Regions from separate parts of the Mus musculus genome. Here all the other regions are linked to region 6. Evidence: chromatin contacts called from public Hi-C, HiChIP or PLAC-seq and promoter capture Hi-C data. All regions are on one chromosome and are shown on one strand. The core of a region is the stretch at or near the end of the contact, and the rest is flanking DNA. Distances in the headings are between cores, read along the strand shown. Region 1 holds the start of Ckap4 (cytoskeleton-associated protein 4). Region 2 holds the start of Tcp11l2 (t-complex 11 (mouse) like 2). Region 3 holds the start of Nfyb (nuclear transcription factor-Y beta). Region 4 holds the start of Hcfc2 (host cell factor C2). Region 5 has its middle 16 kb from the start of Nfyb. Region 6 holds the start of Appl2 (adaptor protein, phosphotyrosine interaction, PH domain and leucine zipper containing 2). Region 7 holds the start of Polr3b (polymerase (RNA) III (DNA directed) polypeptide B).

Region 1 (3,309 bases), core at 693-3,192, 890 kb before region 6:
AAGGAGGGGGCGTTCTCTTCTGTCTAGAGCAGATGCTTTCGCTAGGGCACACTCTGGCCCAAATTTAATCTCCTCTGTGTTTTCCCCACAATAGCAGTGACTCTCCTGCTTCTTTTGCTACCTTATTTTGTGGCCTTTTGCAATGGGCAGCCATTCTCTATACACAGCACACACCCTTCTAGTCAAGACAGGTGTCCTGGGCTTACCCCACTTCCTGCTCAGAAATAGCCTTCCTGTTCTCCTACTATGCAAATTCATTCTCCAAATTATTCCTCATTCTCTACTCTGTGTACAGCTCACGGTTTGCTTTCCAAGTTCTCTTTTCATTTATTGTCTCGGTTCTTAGGCGTTGGTTTTTAAAACATTAAAACATGCTTTCCCCCACCCCCACCCCCACCCCCTGCCAGGACCCAGAGCCCGTGATCACAGGCACATATGTGCCTATTCAGATTTTAAAGGTGATTTACGAAAAGAATGAGGAGCAACAAGATTGTCCTTGAGGAAGGTGCCTCTAGCAGTGGACAGACATCTCTCTGGCACACAGTGGGCCTTCAGCAAAGTTTTGCCCTTGTAAAGTTGCACATTCAGTGTCTCCTCGAAAATACTTTTCTCAAGAGGGGTATTGTCGGGCATGTGACCACCAAAGTATGGAAGTGGTGGTATTTGAACATGGGAAGATTCCAGTTTTGTTTCTAATTTTTTCCCCCTTCTAAGCAGATTGGGAGGAAGTTACAGACAGAAGAAATAGCATCCCTACTTCTGCCGCGCAGAAGTACACACTAGGACTGCGGGAGCCAGGTGCAGGGGAAAAGGTCCAGATTGGTATTACCAATGATCTGCACTGATGGTGGGCTCTGGTTTCCCTCCCAGTCATGAGTGAAGACTCACCCATGGGCTTCAGAAGCATCAGCCCAAGGTTCAAAACACGGCTGTGTGGGACCTTGAGGCATTCTGTTGGGGTCGAGGCTCAGCCTTGTGTGTTTCCTATAAAATGGGCAAATGTAATCTCAACCGTTCAAAGCTTTTGCGAGGATTTTAGAGCCCATACCAGCTGATAAGCACAGGTCTGGCACTGCTATATTTCTTTTTACAAATGTGGAAGTGACAACCTCAACCTGTGTCCCTCTAAGTGAGGGTGCTGATGGCTTCTCTACACTCAACCCAGAGCCTGTCAGGAACTGGAGCTGTGGAGAGACTGTATGATACCCCAAAAGAAAAGAGAACCAAGGGGCCTGGGGGTGTTGCATACAGTCTACTGCCCAGGCAAAGAGGGTCTGTAACTCAGTAACTCAATAACTCAGTAACTCAGCTCCCTAGGACAAGTTCTAGTCCATACCCAAGGTGCTTGGGTGCAGAGTCCTTCGAGCCCAAAAATTCTCGGGAAGAGACAGGCCTGGCCCGGCTGCAGGGCGGCCTTAGAGGAGGGGTGTTCCCGGCTTAGTGGTGGGCAAGTAGGGCGTCTGACCCCCCCCCCCCCCGTCCTGTCCCCACCTTCCAGAACCGTGCTTTCCGCTCCCCCTAGCACTCCCCCTCGGCCCGGGTGGGGATCGTGCTCAGCACAGTGCTCAGGAGGCACCCCCACCCCGCTGACTCCTCTCGAGGGTAGCCGGGGCACTGGGAGTCTCAGCCATCCGGGCAGCCGCGCCCAGCCTCGCCCCGCCGGGCTCCGCCCGCCCTCCGCGGGGTCGCAGCGAAGGGAGGAGGGGCGGCGGCCCGCTTGCGTGGCAGGCGCTCGGGCTGGGCTCGGCCTCCCTTCCCGGGAGGCGGGGTCGGCGCCGCGGCGGCGGCGGAGCCAGGCCCCCTCCTCCTTCCGCGGCCGGCCTCCTTCCTCGTCGCCCCACGTTCCCGGCCGCTCCGACGCCGCTGCGCCCGCGTGCCGCCCGCGCAGTCCCCGTGGGAGCCGGAGCCAGCGTCCCGGGCCGCGCGCCCCGCTCGCCCATCCCGCCGAGCCGCCGCCGCCGCCATGCCCTCGGCCAAACAAAGGGGCTCCAAGGGCGGCCACGGCGCCGCGAGCCCCTCGGACAAGGGCGCCCACCCGTCGGGCGGCGCGGATGACGTGGCGAAGAAGCCGCCGGCGGCGCCGCAGCAGCCGCAGCCTCCCGCGCCGCACCCGCCGCAGCACCCGCAGAACCAGGCGCACCGGGGCGGCCACCGCGGCCGGTCCTCAGCCGCCACCGCCAACGCGTCCTCCGCGTCCTGCTCGCGCAGGCTTGGCCGGGTGCTCAACTTTCTCTTCTACCTCTCCCTGGTGGCGGCGGCCGCCTTCTCGGGCTGGTATGTCCATCACGTCCTGGAGGAGGTCCAGCAGGTCCGGCGTGGCCACCAGGACTTCTCCCGTCAGAGGGATGAGCTGGGCCAGGGCTTGCAGGGCGTCGAGCAGAAGGTGGGTACTCCAGCTTTTGCGGGGTCGGGACTCTACTCCTGCCCTCCCTGAAGGGGCCCTGGTCCTTTCCTGCCCAGGCCCTGTGGCAAGAGCTGGGACCCCAGCGCCCTAGTCGCCAGGGCGGTCCCAGACCCGCTTTGTTAATGGTCTCAGAGAGGGATGGAGCGGACTCTGAGGATGGCCAGACCATTGGGGGAGGATGGGCCAAGGGCCTGTCACAGGACATTAGCGGTGACCTGTAAGGAAGCCGGCAGGCTCTACGTAGCCCATTCTTTTTGCATTAGGAACCGTTGAATGGACAGAGTTGCCCGAACAGGAGCCTGGAAGGGAAATCATCGCATCCCCGGAAGCCTCTAGTCAAGACTTCACCTTGGCTATGCCAGTAGGAGTCACCCGAGCCAGTTTTTAATAGACCTAGAGTTTTGGGGGTGGGGGTGGGGGAAGCTAGTGAGCTTAGTCATTTGCTAAGTTCAGATGAAACGTCTATCTTTAGGTCCCTTGTCCTTAGCTGGACCAAGGAGCCCATGTGGGCCTTTGAAGTCGCCTACTCCAGCTTTAGGGGAAACACAGGCCAGAAGTATTAGATCACACTTATGTGGTGTGTAGACAGCGTATTCATGTATTTTATTTCCTCACTCAAAGAGTTAACTAGAGGGAGGAAGAGAGGGCTGACAAATTTGACTCCATTTTCCAGACCCGAATATTGAGGTTTAAGAGACACAAAGTGAGTTGACACAGACCACAGCTGGCTTGAGTCGCAGATTGTGGAAGAAAGTGTGGGCCATTCGTGAGGAAGGATTCCCCAGCGAGCTGTTTCAGGAATGACCAGACAACTCTCATGGCAAACTGCTCAGTTTCTACCCTTCCAGCCCAAGTGTAGCCCCCTTCCCTCTAGTGCCTTCTCCATCCTCTCCACCCACATCCTT
Region 2 (3,229 bases), core at 629-3,128, 930 kb before region 6:
AAAGAGATCATTCAACAAAACAGCATTCGATCACCCCACGGTAGTGACCAAAGTCCTCTATCAGAGGGCCATTCCCTATGTTTTTCGAAATCCCTCCTTAAAACTCAGGTATTACCCAAAGGACTAACTGCTTACAGCTAGCAAGTCAAAAACATTTGGCAGTAGATTGTTCAGGTTATCCAACAAGGGCCCTGGGGAATGAAATCCACCAAGTTAAGGCTAGGATTGGGGGGGGGGGGATTAAAGAGGTGGCAAGAAGCGTTTAGTGGGTACTCTCCTTCCAAGACTTTACCAAAGTCAGGCATAAGGCACTTATAGGATAGGGGGTTAAAGGCAAGACTGAGCTCTGACGGAAAAAATTTGCAGATGCCAGACAATTTCCATCCTCGATCAAACCGTGCTTTAGCACCAGGCTAGAGTAAGGCAAAAAACACAGCACGGAGAGAACAGTACTGGTCCTCATCGAGTCTTTGCCCGCCTCGGAGAGCTAGACAAAAGCCAACAAGCCAGCCACTGTCTAAAAGGCAGATGCCCGTGCTCCACGTGTCATTACAGCATTGGGAAGGATTTCTAAGCACTTTTTATCCTGGAAAGCGTTGCCCCCGCCCCCCCCCCATCCCTGATGCCTAGTTTAACACCTGTGCTGCACACCCGGGGGGTAAGGCGCCCTTCAGCCCTGGGTCACTTCAAGTGGAGCAATGTATGAAATCCATGGGGGTAGGAAAAAGGCAGAGTAGACGGGGCGGGGTGGAGGTGGAGGTGGGATGGGGACTCCTAGCCCAGGAACCAGTGTAAGAACTGGTTGAAATTATCAGTTGGGAGGTAGGTTAACTAAGAGCTGAGAGCTGAACACCACCTTGTGCTGAGCAGCCCACTAAGGACAAAGACAAGTTGCCTGGTTTCTTTACCGTTAAGGTACCAAGACAACGATGAAAGAGGGAGGTTCCATTCTCACTGGAACCACTCAAGTGTTTCTACTCTGCTTGTAACGGTAGTTTAACAAACCCTTCTTTGTTGACTGGATTCTTGTGTTTAAACACATGATTTGGGCTTCTTGTGGTTGGGGGAGGACAGAACCTACAGTCCTGTAAAGTGCTCTACCACAGAACTACAGTCCCAGTCTAATAAACGCATTTTAGAAGTAAACATTGCGAAATCGCTCATTTAATGGAAGTTTTTCCTCTTGTACTAACGTAAACACATAACTGTGTCATCCACGTGCCACCGAATCTCGTTGCTATGTTTTGTGGCGCCACCCAAAGCAAGGCAAAGCAAGGGTCTGAGAAGGCAAGGGTCTGACCCAGATGTGACCTGAGCTGGCCTCCTGGACAGTCAAGTCCAACGGAAGTCCCAGGAGTCCTGCCCGCTCGCCCACGTTCTCTGCTCGCCCCTCCCTCTAGCAGCACCACGTTTCCTGTCAAAACAAACGTTTGGGGGAGGGGACTGCCGGGACAGAACCCAGCTCTCGAGAAACCCAGCAACAAGACCCAAACATAGGGCCGAGGCCCAGCCGGGCCCCACCGCGGCTCAGTCCCACTCCTCCAGGGACGAGGGATTGGGGACCTGACCGCACGGGGAGCCCAGAGCGTCTCGCGCCGTTGAGCACAGTCGCTGGCACGCACCCAAAGGGATGTCATCACGACCAAGCGGCCCCGGCAGAGCCTGGGCCACCACTGCCACCGTGCCCCACTTCAAGCCTTGACTCCGAGGTCAAATGTCCCGAACTCGGAGGGCACAAGGAGCCCTCCCGCTGCCATAAGGAGACGCGGTCCCCTCAGATCCCACGGCCCCTCCCCTGGGATGGGTACGCACCCCCGGATCCCGCGTAGAGACTCGAGGAAAGCTAGGTGGCGGGGGTCGCGGGGCTCTGCGTATCCCCCCTCAACCAGCGTCGCAGACAAGGGGAGACTCAGCAGTCTGTCAACTCTGGAGCCCCCCCGCAGCCCCACGCGGTATTTAAAGGGCCCAGAGGTACTCCCTGGGCGCGACCATTCGGGAAGGAACTGGAGGGGGACTATAGCACCGCGGCGCCAGAATCCAGGGCAGGGTTCTGGCGAAGATCCCTAAATTCTTGAAGAGTCTGTCTACAAAAACCATAGCTTTCTCACGTTTCTATCGTGAAGGCTGAAGAAGGCTCAGACAGAAAGCCATTTGCACACGAGAAATGTGTGCTCCCTATATTCAGTGGTGGTACGGTCCGGACCGCCAGGGGCGGGGAGAGGAGTGAACACGGAATTGGGGCAGCCTACGGCCGGGAGCGCCTGGGCTGCTGTAGGGCCTAAAGCGTTCGGAGGCGGGGCCTGGCTGTGTAAGGGCGGGGCCTAAGTGCAGCGGGTGACGCCCCCAATCCTGTTTCTTTCAGTTTACCAGGTAGGATGAAATGGACTAACTCCAACCGAACGGACAGACTTCTGGTGTCCGCTCGCGGCAGTAATATAAAAACACTACATGCCCACCTTCACAATGGCCACACACACCGGGCCAAGCGAGTCAACAACATTCCAAACAGGCTGTCCCACGCACATCAGCGTCCAACCGCGTCATCCACACGTGTCAACATGTTCTTGTAAACACGGGTCCTGATTTGCCCCTTGAATTGGACGATTGGTTTCTGGGAGCCACACCTACCTAAGCTCTCCGAAGGCTTCGCCTGTGCACAAAGATAAAGTGTCTTACTTCTTCTAAGGGTTCTTTGGCGGCGCTTATCTTGGGGAGAGTTTTCAACCAGGCTTAATGTAAATAAGTGCTGGGAGGGGCTCTTGTGTGGTCAGGCTTACTAAGCATAACTTCTCGTGAGCTTGCTTCTGGGCATAAAGAAACAGAACCACTATTTTGCCAGGTACAAGTTGGTATTACTTGTGGGTAGCGTCATACAAAAAAAATAAATGAACTTTATATAAGCTGAAATATTCCTGTTTAGGACTAAAATCATATCGGATTGTGGAGGCAAATTGTCTACTATCATTCTAGAAAGAAGAAAACCAAAAGCAGACAATAGTTTAAAGCAAGATAGAAATACAATTGTACAGCATGGACTGGTCTGAGGTTATAACCAAGTCCCTAACATTTGCCTACCCAAGAGATCTTCTTGTTCAGTGGGATAAGAATGGAACTAAAGCACTCTTAGAAGCTCACTGTTAGCTACTGAACCTAGTTGGCAAGTTATTCTGAACAAGAAAACCTACCTAGAGATTTGTATCCATTTGTATCTGTCACTCTAGAAATTACA
Region 3 (3,000 bases), core at 165-2,664, 880 kb after region 6:
CACAGAGACATCCTGCCTTGGAACAAACAAACAAACAAACAAACAAACAAAACCAAAACAAGAGAAGAAGGGAGAGGAAGAGGAGGGTGTCCTAGAATTTGGTAGATTCAGGTGGTGGTGCTCCTAACTCCTCTTGAAATAACCGAGAAAGACTCATTTGTTCTTGCTTCCTTATTTACCTGAGAAATATTTATTTATTCTAGACACAGCGGGATATCAATAAATAACATATTTCAATCTTTCTGTATACTTTATGCACATACTTATATGGAATATACACCCAAACACCTTTTTTTCTTTTTTTGAGATACAGTCCGATTATGTAGCCCAGGCTGGACGTGAACACACACACTAGGGAGCCCAAGATGGTCTGGAATTTCCAATCTTCCTGTTTGTGTCTCCCCAGTCATGGGTTTAAAAGGCATAAGCCACAACACCAGGGCCTTCTATAATTATTACTACTACAGTTTCTGTTTCTTCAGACAGGGTTTCTCTGTGTAGCCTTGGTGTACTGGAACTCACTCTGTAGACCAGGCTGGCCTTGAGATTTGCCTCCCTTGTCTTGGAATTAAAGGCGTGCACCTGCCTGACCCAGCCATACTATTATTTCTAAAGACAGGGTCTTAATGTATCTCTGGCTGACCTAGAACTTTCAGTCTTGCTTACTTATCCTTGTTAAGTCCTAGGACAATAATTTTCCATCTATCTGGGTGCAGGTATCCTGCAGTACTTTGCAGTGGCTGGCCATGCAGGACATTTTGGATCACCACCACAAGGGAGAATGGTAGCCAAGGGACATTTGATCCAGATTTCAGTGAGGCCGACAGGGAAGGCCTTAAATGCACAGAGGCCATGAGTTTTTGCAGCCCAGTGTTATCTGGTTGGGAAATGAGCACTTTAGGTAGTAAGCCAACTTGGTAGGGCAGACCTAACACCAGAACACAGCACCAGGGTACAGGGTGGAAGTCGGCTGGGACAGCCTACCTGTTAAACTTGGAGGAAGGGGATGGTGTGCTAAAATGAAAAACTAACATCTTTGTTCACTGTGACTTGAGAGGGAACGCTGTGTGCCTGAGGTGGCTTGGAGGGATACCTAGAAAACATTAGGTGCCTAAAGCATTCTGGAAAGTAGCTCAGGTGTAGATCCCCTCCGGGGCTGAACTCAGGCGGGCGAGACGCTGGTTAGTGGGGAAGGAGGAGCTGGAAGGAGAAAGAAGCCAGAGCAAGCCTTTCCGCGTGGAGCTCTGGATGAGAACGCCGGCCTCTCGGACGCCCTGAAGAGCGAACATCCAGAGCCCGCCCGCGCGCTTTTACGGACCGCGCGCCTTGCTCAGAGGCTCCGGGGCGGGGCCGGGGGCGGACCGGGGCGTGGCCTCGGGCGCGGGCGTCGCGGAGGGAGGGTGTCACGTAGAGGGAAGCGGCCCGCGGCGGAGGGAGGGGAGGCCGAGTCCTGGAAGTGGAGCTCCGCGCTGGGACTGGTTCCTTCGCAGCCATTTTCTGTCCAACCAAACAGCCGATTGGAGACGGGAGCCAACCAGGGCTGCATTGGAGGTTTGTGTCTCGCTTCGGCCAATGATCGCTCCTAAACCGACTCCACTTTAGCTCGAATGAAATGTCCGTCTCCTCCCGGCGCCGTCCCCGCCGCCAACGCCGCGGCGGTCGGGGGCACTCGCAGTCCGCAGTCTTCGGGCGGGCCGGGCCTCCGGGCGAGGCCGCTGTGCTTCGGGCCGGGCCGGGCCGGGCCGGGCGCGGGGCGGCGGGCGCTTTGTGCGCGGGGCCGCGAGCCGCGGTCGGGCTGGGCCGGGCGGCTGCGGGGCTCTCGCGGCGGCAGCCCCGGGCCGGCTCCATTTTGTCCGGGGAGCCGGCGGGCGGGGAACGCTGCGCCCCGGAGCGGCCGCTTTGTCTCCCGCATCCCGCCGGCGGCGGGCGTTGGGCACGGGCGGCGGGGGGATGCGCTCCGCGGGGCCGCCCGGGCACCTGCGAGCCGAGGCGGCGGGTCCCTGCGAGGAACGAGCGGCCTGGCGGGCCCCCGGCCCGCTCCGCGCCTACAGCATGCAGCCATCTGGCGCCTGGCTCGCCCCGGACTTGCCCCGAAGGTGGGAAGGGAGCCTTGGAGGTTGCACGGAGGTTTCAGTCACCCGTGCTGGGGGGGCGGGAGGGTCTGCGAGAACAAAGAATTTACGGAGCACCCGCAGATCCTTTCATGCCTAAAGTCTAGAAGAGGGCTGTTTGATGTAGACAAGGTTAGGTAGCAGACGACCTTTAAAAAAAATGGCATCCCGCTAATCTTCACAGACCCTAGTTTTTGTAGATGGTGCCACAAATCACCCGAGTGGCTTCAGCTCTCAGTAAGGAAACTAATCGGTAACAGAAAGTGATGGCTCAACTGGTCAGTAGTAGTGGCATTAATAAATAGGAGCTTTATGGATGAGATACTGAGAGTTTAACCAGAATTCCTTTAAAGGCAAATGATTCCTCCTCTGCACTGCTCTTTGTAGCTTAATTTAAGGATTCTATCGATGCAAAGCTGTGGTTGTCGATGCCAAAGAAAGGAGGTTGGAGGAAGGGAATCTGCTTTTCTTGGATACAGATTTGCATTTCTTCAAACACCAAGCAGATGTATGCATTCCCTTGAGCTATTACACAGATTATAACCTGCCCTGAAGAAAATGCTTTCCATATGAAGAGAGATATTCTTAATGGATTAAGTCTAAGTATATACTTAGCAACTATTTGGGTTGGTAAGGCTCTCCCCCGGTTCCCACTCTAAGCAAGATGCATACACATACCCAACCTTCAGTGTTTGAGTGTTCAAACACACCTTTTAAAGCTACAGGAACATTCTGGATCTAGAAAAGGGGCATATATGGGAAGGCAATATAGATTACTTGTAAGATTATAGCAATGTCAGGTAGTCTTTGCTGGCTGATTTTTAAAATTCAACAGCCCTGTTTTTTCCCTACTACACTTCATGCTTCGATGCGAGTCATGAACATGGAA
Region 4 (3,262 bases), core at 118-2,617, 950 kb after region 6:
AGGCCGAGGGGCTCATTGATCTCTGTGAGTTCGAGGCCCGTCTGGACTACAGAGCTAGTCTTAGGACAGCCAGGGCTACACAGAGAAACCTGTATTGAAAAAGGAAAAGAAAACCTGTTCTGCATCATTGTACTCTTAAAAAAAAATCCTGGTGTCACCCCCCATTAAAGAAGTGGAAAACCTGTGATTTAGAAAGACGTGGTAACTTTAATGCTGATTTAGAACAATTGCCAAAGCAAGATTCAAAACAGACCCAATTTCTTCTAAGCCCAGGGTATTTACACTATACCAAATCAAACATCTTCAAAACTTTTTCTGTTGGAGTACTGAGGAGAGTCAAAACTAACAAAATTTCTCCTACCGTTTTTAGCTTTTAGAGGACTACTGTGATCAAGTTGTTTCATCAAAGTTGTAGGTTGTGAACTAAAACGACACCAAATTCAGTATCTAGCCTTAACTAGTTTCCTATGATTGCTAGACTACTTGTAAGTGGAGAAAATATACTTTCAACCAGCACGGAGGTCAAGACCTGCCCCCTTAACAAGTGACACTTCGAGCTGTGCAGCGGTGCCTTAGCTATGACAGCCCCTTGGCGAGGACCAGCCCGGAAGGGCAGAGCACATACACTACAGACATCGGCTAATCAGAGACCAGTCCGCGTTCACCCACAACTCTCTCCGCCGCGAGTTTAGAGAACTGTCTTGCGGGCTTCCGCCCGGTACTAACTGTACCTACGCTGAAGAGGCAGCCAGGAGAACCTCCCCGCCCCTCAACTCTCTAGGTTCTAAGAAGGGGGCTGGGGGAAGGCAAAGACCACCGAGGCCCGCCTTGGGGTGGGTTTTGTTCTTGACACTGGCGGGATCTCCACCCCTTAAGTGACCGGCCCTAGGGTGGAGGCCCAGCCGTGGAACCCGCCGTCTCGGGTCCACGGGGAGGGATGGGCCGGGGTGTCTCGATGTCTACCGGTGGAGTCACGTCCAGCCCGCGGAACCGCGAGCACCGAGCCGCCTTCCAACACGTTGCGAGCTCGGGCTGCCGACCCAGCCGATCTTCCCCCGCCGCCTGCCCGGCTGGGGTAGCGGCGACCCGGCGGTGACAGCTGTCAGGCCCGCGTCCGCCGCTCCTCCCCTCCCCCTCCGCGGTCCCGAGGCGGGGTCGCCGAGCCGCCGCCTACCGGTATTGTAGACGTGCAGCTCGTCCGCGATGCCCTCGTTGCCCCCGCCGAAGATGATCATCAGCTCCCGGATGGCCACGGCTCGGTGTCCGTGCCGGGCGCGAGGCACCGGTCCGGTAAAGGAGGAAACCCGCCTCCAGTTGAGGAGGCTGGGAGCCGCCATCTTCCCAACCCCCGCCCCTCGGCCCACAATGCCCCGCGCGCCACGGGCTCCACGGCTCGTGGGGAGGACGAGCGCCGCCTCCAGCTGTGCGCGGGAGGCCCGGCACGTGACCCGCGGGCCCCGCCCCCCCAGCCCGTGGCGACGTGGCCCTCGGGGCTCCGCCAAGATGGAGCCCCTCCCGCCAACCCTGCCAACCCTCCTCTCTGTGGCTTTCAGTGGGGTGTTCGGGGAGGAGGTTACAGCTTTGTCCTTTAGGTCCACTTGGAGCATCTTCTGTGTAGGAGCGTCACGCCCTGGAAACTGTTATCACAGGCACTGGAGAAGAGCTGCCTGCCGTGTAGGTCCCAAGTGATGAGAGCACAGGGAGCGCCTAAGGCAAATCTGTCATCTCAAAGGAGGGTCTCCCAGACTGCAGGACAAGGACAGTGGACACGGTGGCTAAGTGCAGGGCCTGAGCACGGCTCAGATTTGGAGGTGACAAGCCTACACAGCAAAAGATAACCCCAAAGGTGATTTTCGGTTCATTTAGGTGTATTAGTTGTCTTGTTGCTGTGAAAAAATCCCCTGACAAAAACCTTTGAAGGACAGAAGGGTTTGTTTCCCCTCACTGAGAAGCCCATCATAATGAAGAGGCTTGGCTGGAAGTGGCTGGTGGAATTTCATCTGCAGAGAGCCACGGATGCTGGAACCGGGCTGCCTTATTATTTAGTCCAGGATGGCATCCCAGTTTATTTCTACCTTAATTTATTTCAACCTTACATCTATTCCCACCTTAATTAATCTGATCTAGATAACCTCATAGGCCTGCCCACGGGCTTGTCTCCTAAGTAAGTTTAGATAGTATCAAATCAGCAATATCGACCATCACAGCAGGTCATTATTTTCATGCGGAGGCTTCTTTTTATAGTGTTGTTAATATTCTTAGACAAAAAGACTAAGGGGGAAACCCTTAAAAGTTGCAAACTCAGTGTTAATTTGGAAAGAGTCTATTTTGTAGGCCTGCTATATCAAAGTGCCACAAGCCTTGTGCCTTGAAAGAGTTGAATGGCACTCAGGAGTAAGAGTTTGAGGCCAGCCTGGCCTACATGGTGAATAAACAGCCAGGGCTAAATGGAGAGACCCTGTATCAAAAAAACAAAAACAAAAACAAAAACAAAAACAAAACTGGGTTTGATTTCCAGCACCTACATAGCTGCTTACAATGGTCTGGAACCCTCTGTTCTGGGGGATCTACACCCTCTTCTGGCCACCACAGGTACCAGGTGGGTCTGTAGTTCATAGACATACCTGCTGGCAACGCACCTGTACTCATCAAAGAAAATCTTAAAAAAGAATAAACACATTAGAATTGTCTCACAGTTGGAGAGAAAGTCTGAACAGAACACCAATGTAGGTAACACGTGAAGGAAAGGTTGGACAGGGTAGAGAAGGAGGGTGAGCTGTACCCCTAAGAAACCAGCATTTAAAAGGTTATAACAGAAGGCAAAAGGGAACTGGGGACTTGTTCTATGGGTTTGGCTTTGAAAACCACTTCCACCTTTATGAACCTCCCTTTGCCTGTGGCTTCTTCTAAATATCAGTCCTCGCCAAGTTCCCTTTTGACCTCTTAGCTATTAGTGTTCCATTTCCTTTAGAAGCCACACAGAGTTCATGTAGGAGGAGGAAGTGTTGGATTTGCAAATTAGGAGGTTGCTATTGGCCTAGAGTTAAACACTTTAAGTGGAGGAGGAGAGGCTAGAGAGAGCCAAAGAATGAGTGGGGGAGGAGATGCAGAGAGCATAGTCTATTGTTCTTTGGAGTTGTTGCCATGGAAGCAAGAACCTGTGCCATTCTCAGGCTACACCTCGCACATAGTTGTCATTCAGTAAAATAATTTCTATAATCTTTATATATTACTACTGCTTCCAATCCTATTCCTTAGCTAC
Region 5 (3,283 bases), core at 320-2,819, 870 kb after region 6:
GAACATTCACTGCTTAGGACAAGATGAAAAATGAAGTCAGACTGTAGTTAGCTCATGAATTTTAAGGTTTACTCTTGCATCATTTTAATCATGGGGAGATAGCTCAGTCAGTACAGTGCTTACCTTCAGAGCATAAGGGCCTGAGTTCTAGTCCCAGAACTCATGTTAAAAATGAGTAAACAAACAAAATCCAGGCATGGTAGCATGTGCTTGTCATACCAGTGATAGGGAGTCAGAGATAGGTGGATCTCTGGGGCTGGTGGGCCAGCCAGCCTATCCTCCTTGGCAAGTACCAGATTGAATACACACTCACAAAAGCATATACACATGTGCATAAATACACACATGCATACAAACACATGTATACATATACACACATGTATACATACATACATACATACACATGCATACAGAGTGTATTGGCTGGTTTTGTGTGTCAACTTGACACAAGCTGGAGTTATCACAGAGATAGGAGCCTCCCTTGAGGGAATTCCTCCATGAGATCCAGCTGTAAGGCATTTTCTCGATTAGTGGTCAAGGGTGGGAGGGCCCATTGTGGGTGGTGCCATCCCTGGGCTGGGAGTCTTGGATTCTATAAGAAAGCAAGCTGAGCAAGCCAGGGGAAGCAAGTCAGTAAGCAGCACCCTTCCATGGCTTCTGCATCAGCTCCTGCCTCCAGGTTCCTACACTGTGTGAGTTCCCGTCCTGACTTCCTGTGGTAATGAACAGCAATGTCGAAGTGTAAACTGAATAAATCCTTTCCTCCCCAACTTGCTTCTTGGTTATGATGTTTGTGCAGGAAAAGAAACCTTGATTAAGACACACACACACATGTGCATGCATACACACACATGAATAGATAGATATACATGCATATATACATACACACTTACATATACACATGCATGCATACACAAAAAAGAAAGAAAAGACTTAAAAGAGTAAGTTGGAAGACTGCCTCATTTTAAAGCTACAGTACTGAAGACCATGTGGTATTGGTGTAGTGATGGAAAAACAGATCAAAGGAACAGAAAGTGTTCTAAGATAGACACATGTCTACTTTTTACTTTATCAAGGTCACTTCTATGATTAGGCTCTAAATGGCACTAGGGTGTCTTTCTTGATTATTGGGGTGTCTTTCATGTCTTGAACAAGCTATTTTGGCTTCTTCCTAACAGCCATGAGGGTGGGTGGACTTGTGTATTATTCAGCTTTTTGTCTGAATAGCAAATACCTGAAATGGTCAACTTAGTGGGAGAAAAGCTTCAATCTGACCTAGAATCCTCAAAGATCATTGTCTTAGTTAGGGTTTACTGCTGTGAGGGGACACCATGACCAAGGCAACTCTTACAAAGAAAACATTTTACTGGGGCTGGCTTAGAGTTTCAGAGGTTCAGTCCATTATCATCATGGTGGGGAGCATGGCATCGTGTAGACAGACATGGTGCTGGAGGAACTGAAAGTTCTACCTCTCGATCCAAAGGCAGCCAGGAGATACATACCCACAATGACTCACTACCTCCAACAGGGCCACACCTACTTCAACAAGGCCACATCCTCTAATAGTGCCACTCCCTGGGCCAAGCATACTCATACCATGACACTGCTCTATCAGCCAGAGTTCAGATCCCAGCACCCACGCTGATCAGCTTACAAACAACTGCTACTTCCAGCTCCAAGAAATTTCACACCCACTTCTGGCCTCTGGTTACTTGCACACATACACACACACACACACACACACACACACACACACACACACGCGTAAATTAAAGGAAAAAAAAAAGAGCACACGATACCCAATGTCCTAAAATCTACTAAGCCCCACCTCCTAAACCACTTCCTGATAGTCTGATAGTGACACTCTGGGGATCAGCTTTTAATACACAGGCCCCTTAAAAATAGTTTTGATTAGCTATTAATTAATTAATTATTATGTGTGCATACATGAGTGCACGTGTGTATGCTAGTATATGTGTGTATGTATGTATATATGTGTATGCCTGCATGAATTCACGTGTGTGACCATTTGTGTGTATGTATACATGTACATGCATGTGCATTCGTGTGTGTGTGTGTGTGTGTGTGTGCGCGCGCGCGCGAGTGCGCGCGTGCACACGTGCATGCATGCGTGTGTCTGCATGTGGAGGTCAGGATTACTTTCAGGAGATTGCTTTTTCCTTCCTCCATGTTGAAACAGGGTTTGTGTTTCTGTCTCTCTGTGTACTCCAGCTTAGTGGGTTCCAAGTTTCCACAGAATTCTCCTGCCTCCACCTCCAGTCTTACTGTCGGAGTTCTGGGATTACAGATGTGCACCACCACATTCCATTACCCTATGAGTTCTGGGACTTAAACTTAGGTTTGAGTTGTTTTTTGTTTTTTTGTTTTTTTTAACAAAATCTCAGTCATTCAATTTTACCAATGAAGACTCGGGAACCAGATGTGGGGTGGAAGCCTGCTAGCTCGGAGAGGCAGAGAAAGCACCAGTCAGCCTTCTTCCTTAGCCGACATCCCAGAAAGAATGCCTCTCTCTCAAACAAAACAAAACAAAACAAAACAACAACCAAAAACACAAAAAAACTCTTCCCAACTCAATGTCCCTCCCTTCTACTTCCTGTGTGTCTCTTTATCTGTCCTCCTGGTCCCCTCCTACTCTCTATGATTTTTTTCTTAATCTTGGGTTCATTTCCTGTCAGCTCTGCTTGCTCCGCCCCTTGACCTATGGTTGACTTTATTTAATCCTGTTTAAAATACCCACTAAAGGTGTATGCTAAGCCTGAGCCACACCACAACTAAAAACAGGCTTTTCCAGTCAGGAACACAATCTTAGGGTTCACAGTGTGATCAAACACCCTGCAGCAGGTTTGCTCAGCAAGTGTTTTTACCCAGTGAGCCAGCTCCCTCGCTGGACAAATGAACCCTGGAAGGACATTCTAGATGTAAACTATAGTACTTGGCCATCAGTCCCCAAGCCCCGTTCACACCTCCAAATAACTATGGCCAACAACTGGACCACAAGGCCAGGAACCGCCCACAAATCCCTTACCGGATTCCCACCCTCAGCAGCCCTGTGAGATCAAAAGTGTTTCTTTTCTATGGTCTTTTTGACCAGATCTCATATGGCTCAGGCTGCCCTTTGACCTCTCTGAGTAGCTGAGGATAACCGTGAACTTCTGATCTTTTTGCTTCTACATCCCAAGCGCTGGATTGGAGGGTGTGGACAGCTATGCCTCATTTAGGCAATGCTAAGGATTGGCCAGGACTTTGTGCATGGTTAGCAAGT
Region 6 (2,967 bases), core at 455-2,954:
TGCATCGACAGGCAGGAAGCAGGAAGCGAAGGAATGCTGGTATTCACTCTCATCCTCTTCCATAGTCCAGGACTCAAGCCTAGGGAGTAGTGCCATCCACTTTTGGGGTACATCTTCCCACCTCTAGTAACTTAATTCCTCACAGGTATGTATGCCAGGGGCTAACTTAATCTGAATAATTCTTCACTGGTGACCCTGATCCTACAGATTTCACAACCAACACTAACTGCTCAGGTAGTTCCCATAAGACATAGAATTTGTGCAGTATCATACTCTCCTGGTAATTTTGGTGACACCTCATTGGACAAATAGTACTGATTTTATGTGTCAATCCATTGAAACTCGTGCCTTTAATATACGTCAAATTCCACTTCTGACCTTCTACACAACCTTTTCTTCTTTCTCCAGCCTACGCTGTAGGGTCCTGAGTAAAGTATCTCATTCTCCAGTGTCCCTTCTTCTCACTTTTAAATGACATCACAGAACTACATAATCTATCCTTTCTAACCCCGAAAATTTCATTATGAAATTCTCCATAACGAAAAACCTTAAAAAACCAGGAAGATGAGACCTAATTATATGGCCCCAAATCATTTAGCAGTGATCTGAATATCACGGAAAACACACACACACACACACACACACACACACACACACGCACGCACGCACACACACACACACACACACACACACGTAATGTCTGTGCTCTGAACTGTTTGAGTGTGGGCCTGTCCTGGTATTTAAAAAAAAAAAAAAGAGGCCAGAGGCTGGTAAGATGGTTCAATAGTTAAGGGCACTTATCTCCAAGCCTGAGACCTGAGTTTAATATCCAGAATCCCCATGGTTGGAAGGAGAAAAGTCTTTCACAGTTTGTCTTCTGAACTTCACACACTAAATATAATTTGTCTTGTTGTATTTTTAAATGGTGTGTGCATTTCCTATGGGAGATACGTGCACATGAGTGTGCCCATGCATGTCCCTACGGGAAATAAGGTGCATGCCACAGCCTCCTACCAGGTGCTGAGAAGCAAACTCACATCTTCTGCAATGTCCTTTACACCATCTCTCCTGCTCTACCCAAGCCCATCTTCTAACCCAAATTAAAAAATAAAATAAGAAGACGCCAAGGCTGGGGGTGTGGCTACTTTGGTAGAGGGTTTGCCTAACTTGAAGGAAGCCCTGGGTTTGATCCCCAGCACTGCACAAAACTCCAGTTTGGTAGTCGAAGTCTGTTATCCCATCACGCTCTGAAAGTGGAGGCAAGAGGATCAGAAATTTAGAATCATCCTCAGTTACACAGCGAGTTAGATGACAGCCTGACTCCCTACCCCCGCCCCCCCCCCCACACACCCCAAAAAGAGGCCAGAGAACAACTGCAAAATCTGTTCACTCTTATCTCCTCCCACACAGAGAGAGCAATCTGCAGAACCGCAAGAAGATAAAAGCCTATCGTCCCACCCGGAGATGCGCCATGAGCACGGGGGAGGGCAGCCTCGAGCACCGGGGAGGGCAGCCTCCAGCCGGAACCTCCCGGTGCTGCTGCGCTGGCCGGAGGGGCCCGAAGCCCCGGGATCGGACGGAAGCGTGGTCGCCACACTTCCGGTGTCCTGTCCCGGACTGTCTACATGTCCGGCGCCTGCCACACTTCCTGTTGATCCCGGCAGCGGGGGGCCGGGCTGAGGGGCGGGCCGCGGAGAGTGGGCAGGCGCGGGCTCCGAGCTAAGTCTCAAGTCCCCGAGCGCCGAGTGTCCCCTCCTCGCATCCCGCGCTCCCTCGCCGCCGCGCCATGCCCGCCGTGGACAAGCTCCTGCTGGAGGAGGCGCTGCAGGACAGCCCCCAGGTACCCCCGGGAAGGCTGGGAGGGAGCCGCGGTGCCCCACCGGCGCTCGGGGAGGTCGGGCAGTCGTTGTCCCACAGTAGTAGCTCCCTAGCAGGGTAACAAGGTTTTCAAGCAGTGTCTCGTGCAGAAGAAGGCGACAGCACTATCCACACAGACGCTGCTGGTACTAACGAGTCCACGAGACCTAATGAATGCAGGGGCCGGAATAGGAAGCACAGAAAACCTGGATCCATCGCCAAGTCGACCCAGGGAAGAGAAAATTCCAACATTTGCCCCATTTGTGCCACAGGGTGGTGGTGATGGGGCTTCATTAATATAGTGGAGATGTGAATCAAGCCCTTTGAGCTTGAGATAGTGCATAGTGACAGTAGTTCAGAAGTCACAGGACTTTCCCCAGGGATCTTCTATTCCCTTTCCTGGTATGGCATCCCTAGCTTATTTAAATAAATACCTTCATCCTCTAGTATCTCCGGTCCTGAAAAAACTAGAAAGGCTCAAGCTGTTCTTCACAGTCTCTCCTCTTCTTTCGGGTTTCTTCCTTGGCTCCCAAAGTAACTTGTACCTCCCAGATGGAAGTTTGATGAGTTTACCTACATTTCCCCCATCTCTCCCTTGCAGAATAAATCAAAAGGGCTATCGGTGTGTGCCTGTCTTAGGCTCAGTTCTGAATGATTGTCCCCATGTAGAGGAGCAAGGATATGTAAGCAAGCTGTGATAATTAGTATTCCCATTACTTGGGATTTTGTTTTTTGTTGTGTTTTGTTTTGATACAAGGTCTTACTATGTAGCCATAACTGGACTGAAAACTTGCCCTGTAGACCACGCTAGCCTTGAACTTACATCTTGGGTGCTGGGATTACAGATGTGTTGTTATGCTCAGCCTGTTTTGTTTGTTTGTTTGTTTGTTTTGTTTTTTAACTGATTCAACTTTTTAAACAGACTGGCATGTATTGTGCTAATTCTTCGCAGGCTTCCTTATACAGCTCTGGATGTCAGGTGTTTGCTTTGGACCCCAGCCTTTGTTGGAAAGCATTTCAGCCTTCCTCCCCTGTCGTTAGGATCTGAACATAAGCGTGTGGAAATCATAACCACCGTGGTTGTGAATAGGGCTTTCCATTTGCTTTGTA
Region 7 (3,433 bases), core at 528-3,027, 970 kb before region 6:
CATTGAAGAGGCTTAAGGTAGTGAATGAGGTGACAGCAGGTTCCAGTGAGCCAGTGCACCGTGGCTCAAAAGCTGAGTTAGGGCTGGGAAACACAGACAGAAGGACCAGAAAGCAGTGTAGTGGCCCATTTGGAAGACACCGAGAGTTCCAGCTCATGCTGCAATTAAGGACGATTGTGAGGAAGGTTCCTTACAGCAACACTGTAACACGACGCTGTGATCTACAAAACTCTCCCTGGAGAGCCATACCAAAAATATTAAAAGTAAAATAAAATAACACTCATAAAGCTTGGAGTTAAGTCTGCAGTTTTGGACTGGGCTACATTCTTAACTATCCTTTGCTGCATGGGCTGCAGGTCCTGTTGATTAGGAGTAGGGGAACACTGAGAAATAAGCCAAACACAAAGACAAATACTGTGTATTTTCCCTAAGAGGATCTTGGAACTCATTCTTCAAAGTCCCTGAGACAGTGAGGTTGTGATCCTACCACCTCTACATACCAAATGCTGAGATTAAAGTCGTGGGCCCCTACACCCTGTCATAGCAGGAATCAACCACGGGTGCTCTGGAAGAGCAACCAGTAGTCCTCAATCCCTGAGCCGCCCCTGGGTCCTAAGTCACTGATCAGGTCGCTCCCAATTAAACCCTTCAATGGTGCTTTACTATTCCCAGGGAGAAAGTCTAACACCTTCTAAGAGTTAACACATTTCAGAATCAGGAAGGCATCTTTTACTGCCCTCTTCCCCTAGCTCCACTAGATTTATTTGTTCCCCTGAAACAACTGATGGTGTGTCTGGGGTCATGTACAACCTGTTCCTCTGCCTGAATTTCTTCCTCGACCATCTTCAGTCCTAGATGTCCCTATTCTGTGCCAAAGATGTCAAGGTTCAGTGAGAATTTATATACCTTCTCAGGAAACAAAATCATGTCAATAACTGCACTTCCTTAGGCAGTTCACCGTGAAGCAATTATCCTTTAACTTTTAAGAATCTGATGAAAGCTATAGGGGCCCCTAAGAAAATACAAGATCAAAAATGGGGGACGAAGGGATAGTCAAGGTACTTAAACTAAACCTGCAGTCCAAAGAAACTGTGGAGTAAAAGGAAAATGATGACAAGGGTGAGATTCCCATTTACTTTTAGCACCAAAGCCGGCTATGGGACCTCAAGAACATTGCCTACGTTCTCAGGATCTCTGTGTCCTTCCAGGTGAGATCGGCAAGAAGATATTGGTTCCTGAGAGAATACACAAGGACCAATTCTTGCCAGTGCACACTTAAATTAGAAAAGCTTTACCCGAGAGCCATTCGCTAAGCTTCTAAACGTAGGACGCTACTGAGAGATCTGTACTTGCTGCTACAAACGCTCAAGAACCACACCTGGTAAAAGCTCACACACCCGGAGCTCCGAGCATGTGCAGAAGTTCTGAGCATGCGTAGAAGCCCAGGGACCCGCCCTCGTCATCCTGAAAACTCTCCCGGCAACGCCTCCTTAGTCGTCTCCAACCTCTTCCGCTGCCTGCGCTCACGGCACTTACCTCCACAGTCGGGATCGGCGCAGTCAGCTGCTCCGGAGTCAGGCTCCCGAACTCCTCGGCTAGAACATCCATTCCATTCACGGTAGAGGAAGAAGTCGGCAGAATGTTCACATCCGCCCGTGCGGCTCCAAGCAAGTAGCACGCGGAGAGTGGTGTGCGTTCTCCTCCGGTGTCCCCGTGGCGCTTGTTTACGGGGAGGCGTTTCAAAAGGTTCCGCCTGGTCAGGGCCTAACCTGCGGAGGAACCCGGAAGTGACCGAGCCGGATGTGGAAAACTACACCCACTGGTGTACTTCCGAGGTCTCGCCGGGCTAATCCTAGCCTCTTGACAGGCTCATTTCCAGTATCCCCAGAATGATTGAATACGGCAAAGTATAGTAGTTCTAACTGTATAACTAATCTGAAAAATGACTCGATAATACACATTAGTCACAACATGAACTTCTAAAGCAGAGATTTCAATTAACTCAGTCTAAACTGCTTGTATGTTGTGTAGTACAGAAGAGCAAAAGTCCTTGCTTAAATAATTGGTGGTACCTGCGTGTAATGAACAGGCATCAGCCGGGCGTGGTGGCGCACGCCTTTAATCCCAGCACTCGGGAGGCAGAGGCAGGCGGATTTCTGAGTTCGAGGCCAGCCTGGCCTACAAAGTGAGTTCCAGGACAGCCAGGGGGCAGTAAAAGATGCCTTCCTGATTCTGAAATGTGTTAACTCTTAGAAGGTGTTAGACTTTCTCCCTGGGAATAGTAAAGCACCATTGAAGGGTTTAAACGGGAGCGACCTGATCAGTGACTTAGGACCCAGGGGCGGCTCAGGGATTGAGGACTACTGGTTGCTCTTCCAGAGCACCTGGGGTTGATTCCTGCTATGACAGGGTGTAGGGGCCCACGACTTTAATCCCAGCATTTGGTATGTAGAGGTGGTAGGATCACAACCTCACTGTCTCAGGGAGTTTGAAGAATGAGGTCCAAGATCCTCTTAGGGAAAACCCAATAAATTATATTAGAATAGTTAATTAACGGTTTGGGGGAAAATATGTTTAAATCCTATGTCGATGAAATATACCTTAACAAAACACTAGAAGGAAACGTCAGAGGGACGGAGTTTGTTACCACTACACCGAATAAACGAAGGATTGCACATAATCCTCCCACGGCAGCACAGACACCTATAATCCCAGCATTTAGAAGCTAGAGGTAGGAGGGCATCCAGAAATTCAAGGGCATCCTTGGCTACCTAACAAGGTCGAGGCCAGCCTGGGCTACATGAAACCCTGTCTCCAAAGAAAAGGTAATGTATTAATAACATTGATTGGTGAAAGATTTCAAGGATGGCAACGGAGAAAGCATAAGAATTGCTAAAAGTTGTATTCCATTAATTTTTAAAAAATTAGATACACCTATAAAAAATCTCTATGAATAGTAAACACACAGTTGGTAGAAGACAAAAGGATTTGTCACTGAAATTGGAAATGAGTTCATGCAAGTCCAATGGTAAGAAAAATCCCATGGGAAGAAGAGGTAAAAGATGCCAACAGTTTTTAAATGAGTTTCAGTTTGGGAACATACAAAAATTGTGGAGATGGATGGTGTCACATGAGTGTGTACAATGCTCCTGGCCATTTAATAGTTGAACTATTTAATAGTTCACCTGTATAATTAGCACCATCTAATAATATGTGTTCTTTTTTTTTTTTAAACCTGGTCCAAGGTAATCTGCGTACAGAGTTAGCTAGTTAAATTTCAGTGCTTGTATCTAAACGTTGTGCTGATAGACTTCTGAAACTAAGTGAAGAAAGAAAGAAAAAAATTACAGGCCACCAAGATGGCTCAGTATGTTAAGTCACCTGCCACAAAGCTTGAAAAGCCGCGTTCAGCCCCCAAGACCCACATTGTAGA

What was found. Promoter capture Hi-C pulls out the DNA fragments that hold promoters and counts their contacts. Hi-C and Micro-C count contacts between places; a contact is called where the count stands out from the background. HiChIP or PLAC-seq counts read pairs in DNA pulled down with a chosen protein or histone mark. Capture Hi-C pulls out chosen DNA fragments and counts their contacts.
Region 1: a contact with region 6 is called in a Hi-C map of uterus. The contact joins the promoter of Ckap4 here to the promoter of Appl2 in region 6. A contact is called at or near these places in 2 of 39 promoter capture datasets (hippocampal neurons and neural stem cells), 1 of 484 Hi-C or Micro-C datasets (uterus), 3 of 115 datasets of contacts at active chromatin or transcription factors (bone marrow-derived macrophages, embryonic stem cells and stem cell-derived neural progenitor cells) and 1 of 9 other capture datasets (embryonic stem cells).
Region 2: a contact with region 6 is called in a promoter capture Hi-C map of liver, with 5 times the contacts expected there. The contact joins the promoter of Tcp11l2 here to the promoter of Appl2 in region 6. A contact is called at or near these places in 2 of 39 promoter capture datasets (hippocampal neurons and liver), 1 of 484 Hi-C or Micro-C datasets (uterus), 3 of 115 datasets of contacts at active chromatin or transcription factors (astrocytes, bone marrow-derived macrophages and pancreatic cancer cells) and 1 of 9 other capture datasets (adipose tissue).
Region 3: a contact with region 6 is called in an H3K4me3 HiChIP or PLAC-seq map of bone marrow-derived macrophages, with 7 times the contacts expected there. The contact joins the promoter of Nfyb here to the promoter of Appl2 in region 6. A contact is called at or near these places in 6 of 39 promoter capture datasets (the 3T3-L1 cell line, hippocampal neurons, liver and 2 more), 2 of 484 Hi-C or Micro-C datasets (muscle stem cells and rod photoreceptor), 9 of 115 datasets of contacts at active chromatin or transcription factors (the 230-238 cell line, the NIH/3T3 cell line, astrocytes and 5 more) and 3 of 9 other capture datasets (adipose tissue, liver and macrophages).
Region 4: a contact with region 6 is called in a promoter capture Hi-C map of liver, with 2.8 times the contacts expected there. The contact joins the promoter of Hcfc2 here to the promoter of Appl2 in region 6. A contact is called at or near these places in 4 of 39 promoter capture datasets (embryonic stem cells, liver and pre-B cells), 3 of 115 datasets of contacts at active chromatin or transcription factors (astrocytes, bone marrow-derived macrophages and pancreatic cancer cells) and 2 of 9 other capture datasets (adipose tissue and liver).
Region 5: an HNF4G HiChIP or PLAC-seq map of pancreatic cancer cells shows a contact between it and region 6. The contact joins the enhancer-like site here to the promoter of Appl2 in region 6. A contact is called at or near these places in 1 of 484 Hi-C or Micro-C datasets (the N1E-115 cell line) and 3 of 115 datasets of contacts at active chromatin or transcription factors (astrocytes, bone marrow-derived macrophages and pancreatic cancer cells).
Region 7: a contact with region 6 is called in an H3K27ac HiChIP or PLAC-seq map of embryonic stem cells, with 4 times the contacts expected there. The contact joins the promoter of Polr3b here to the promoter of Appl2 in region 6. A contact is called at or near these places in 3 of 39 promoter capture datasets (hippocampal neurons and liver), 6 of 115 datasets of contacts at active chromatin or transcription factors (astrocytes, bone marrow-derived macrophages, embryonic stem cells and 3 more) and 2 of 9 other capture datasets (liver and macrophages).

Annotation. Positions count from the first base shown.
Region 1 is chr10:84,532,521-84,535,829 of GRCm38.p6, reverse strand. Ckap4 (cytoskeleton-associated protein 4) reads left to right here and starts at 1,942. Exons shown (of 2, transcript NM_175451.1): 1 at 1,942-2,383. The coding sequence starts at 1,964.
Region 2 is chr10:84,575,596-84,578,824 of GRCm38.p6, reverse strand. Tcp11l2 (t-complex 11 (mouse) like 2) reads right to left here and starts at 1,878. Exons shown (of 10, transcript NM_146008.2): 1 at 1,813-1,878.
Region 3 is chr10:82,762,555-82,765,554 of GRCm38.p6, reverse strand. Nfyb (nuclear transcription factor-Y beta) reads left to right here and starts at 1,414. Exons shown (of 8, transcript NM_010914.2): 1 at 1,414-1,551. It also overlaps a transcript of Hcfc2 not described here.
Region 4 is chr10:82,697,219-82,700,480 of GRCm38.p6, reverse strand. It overlaps Hcfc2 (host cell factor C2), which reads right to left and starts at 1,367. Exons shown (of 14, transcript NM_001368720.1): 1 at 1,175-1,367. The coding sequence starts at 1,337.
Region 5 is chr10:82,778,762-82,782,044 of GRCm38.p6, reverse strand. It overlaps a transcript of Hcfc2 not described here. Among named protein-coding and RNA genes, the nearest start is that of Nfyb, 16 kb to the right of the region's middle. Within about 2 kb of position 1,569, at least 62 of the 459 cell types and tissues checked have an H3K27ac peak or open chromatin away from gene starts, as enhancers often do. A contact at or near this core is called in bone marrow-derived macrophages and pancreatic cancer cells, where this site is marked.
Region 6 is chr10:83,647,401-83,650,367 of GRCm38.p6, reverse strand. It overlaps Appl2 (adaptor protein, phosphotyrosine interaction, PH domain and leucine zipper containing 2), which reads left to right and starts at 1,704. Exons shown (of 21, transcript NM_145220.2): 1 at 1,704-1,840. The coding sequence starts at 1,787.
Region 7 is chr10:84,620,642-84,624,074 of GRCm38.p6, reverse strand. Polr3b (polymerase (RNA) III (DNA directed) polypeptide B) reads right to left here and starts at 1,777. Exons shown (of 28, transcript NM_027423.2): 1 at 1,537-1,777. The coding sequence starts at 1,608. It overlaps Gm17249 (a long non-coding RNA gene), which reads left to right and starts at 1,430. Exons shown (of 2, transcript XR_380645.4): 1 at 1,430-1,878; 2 at 2,617-3,433.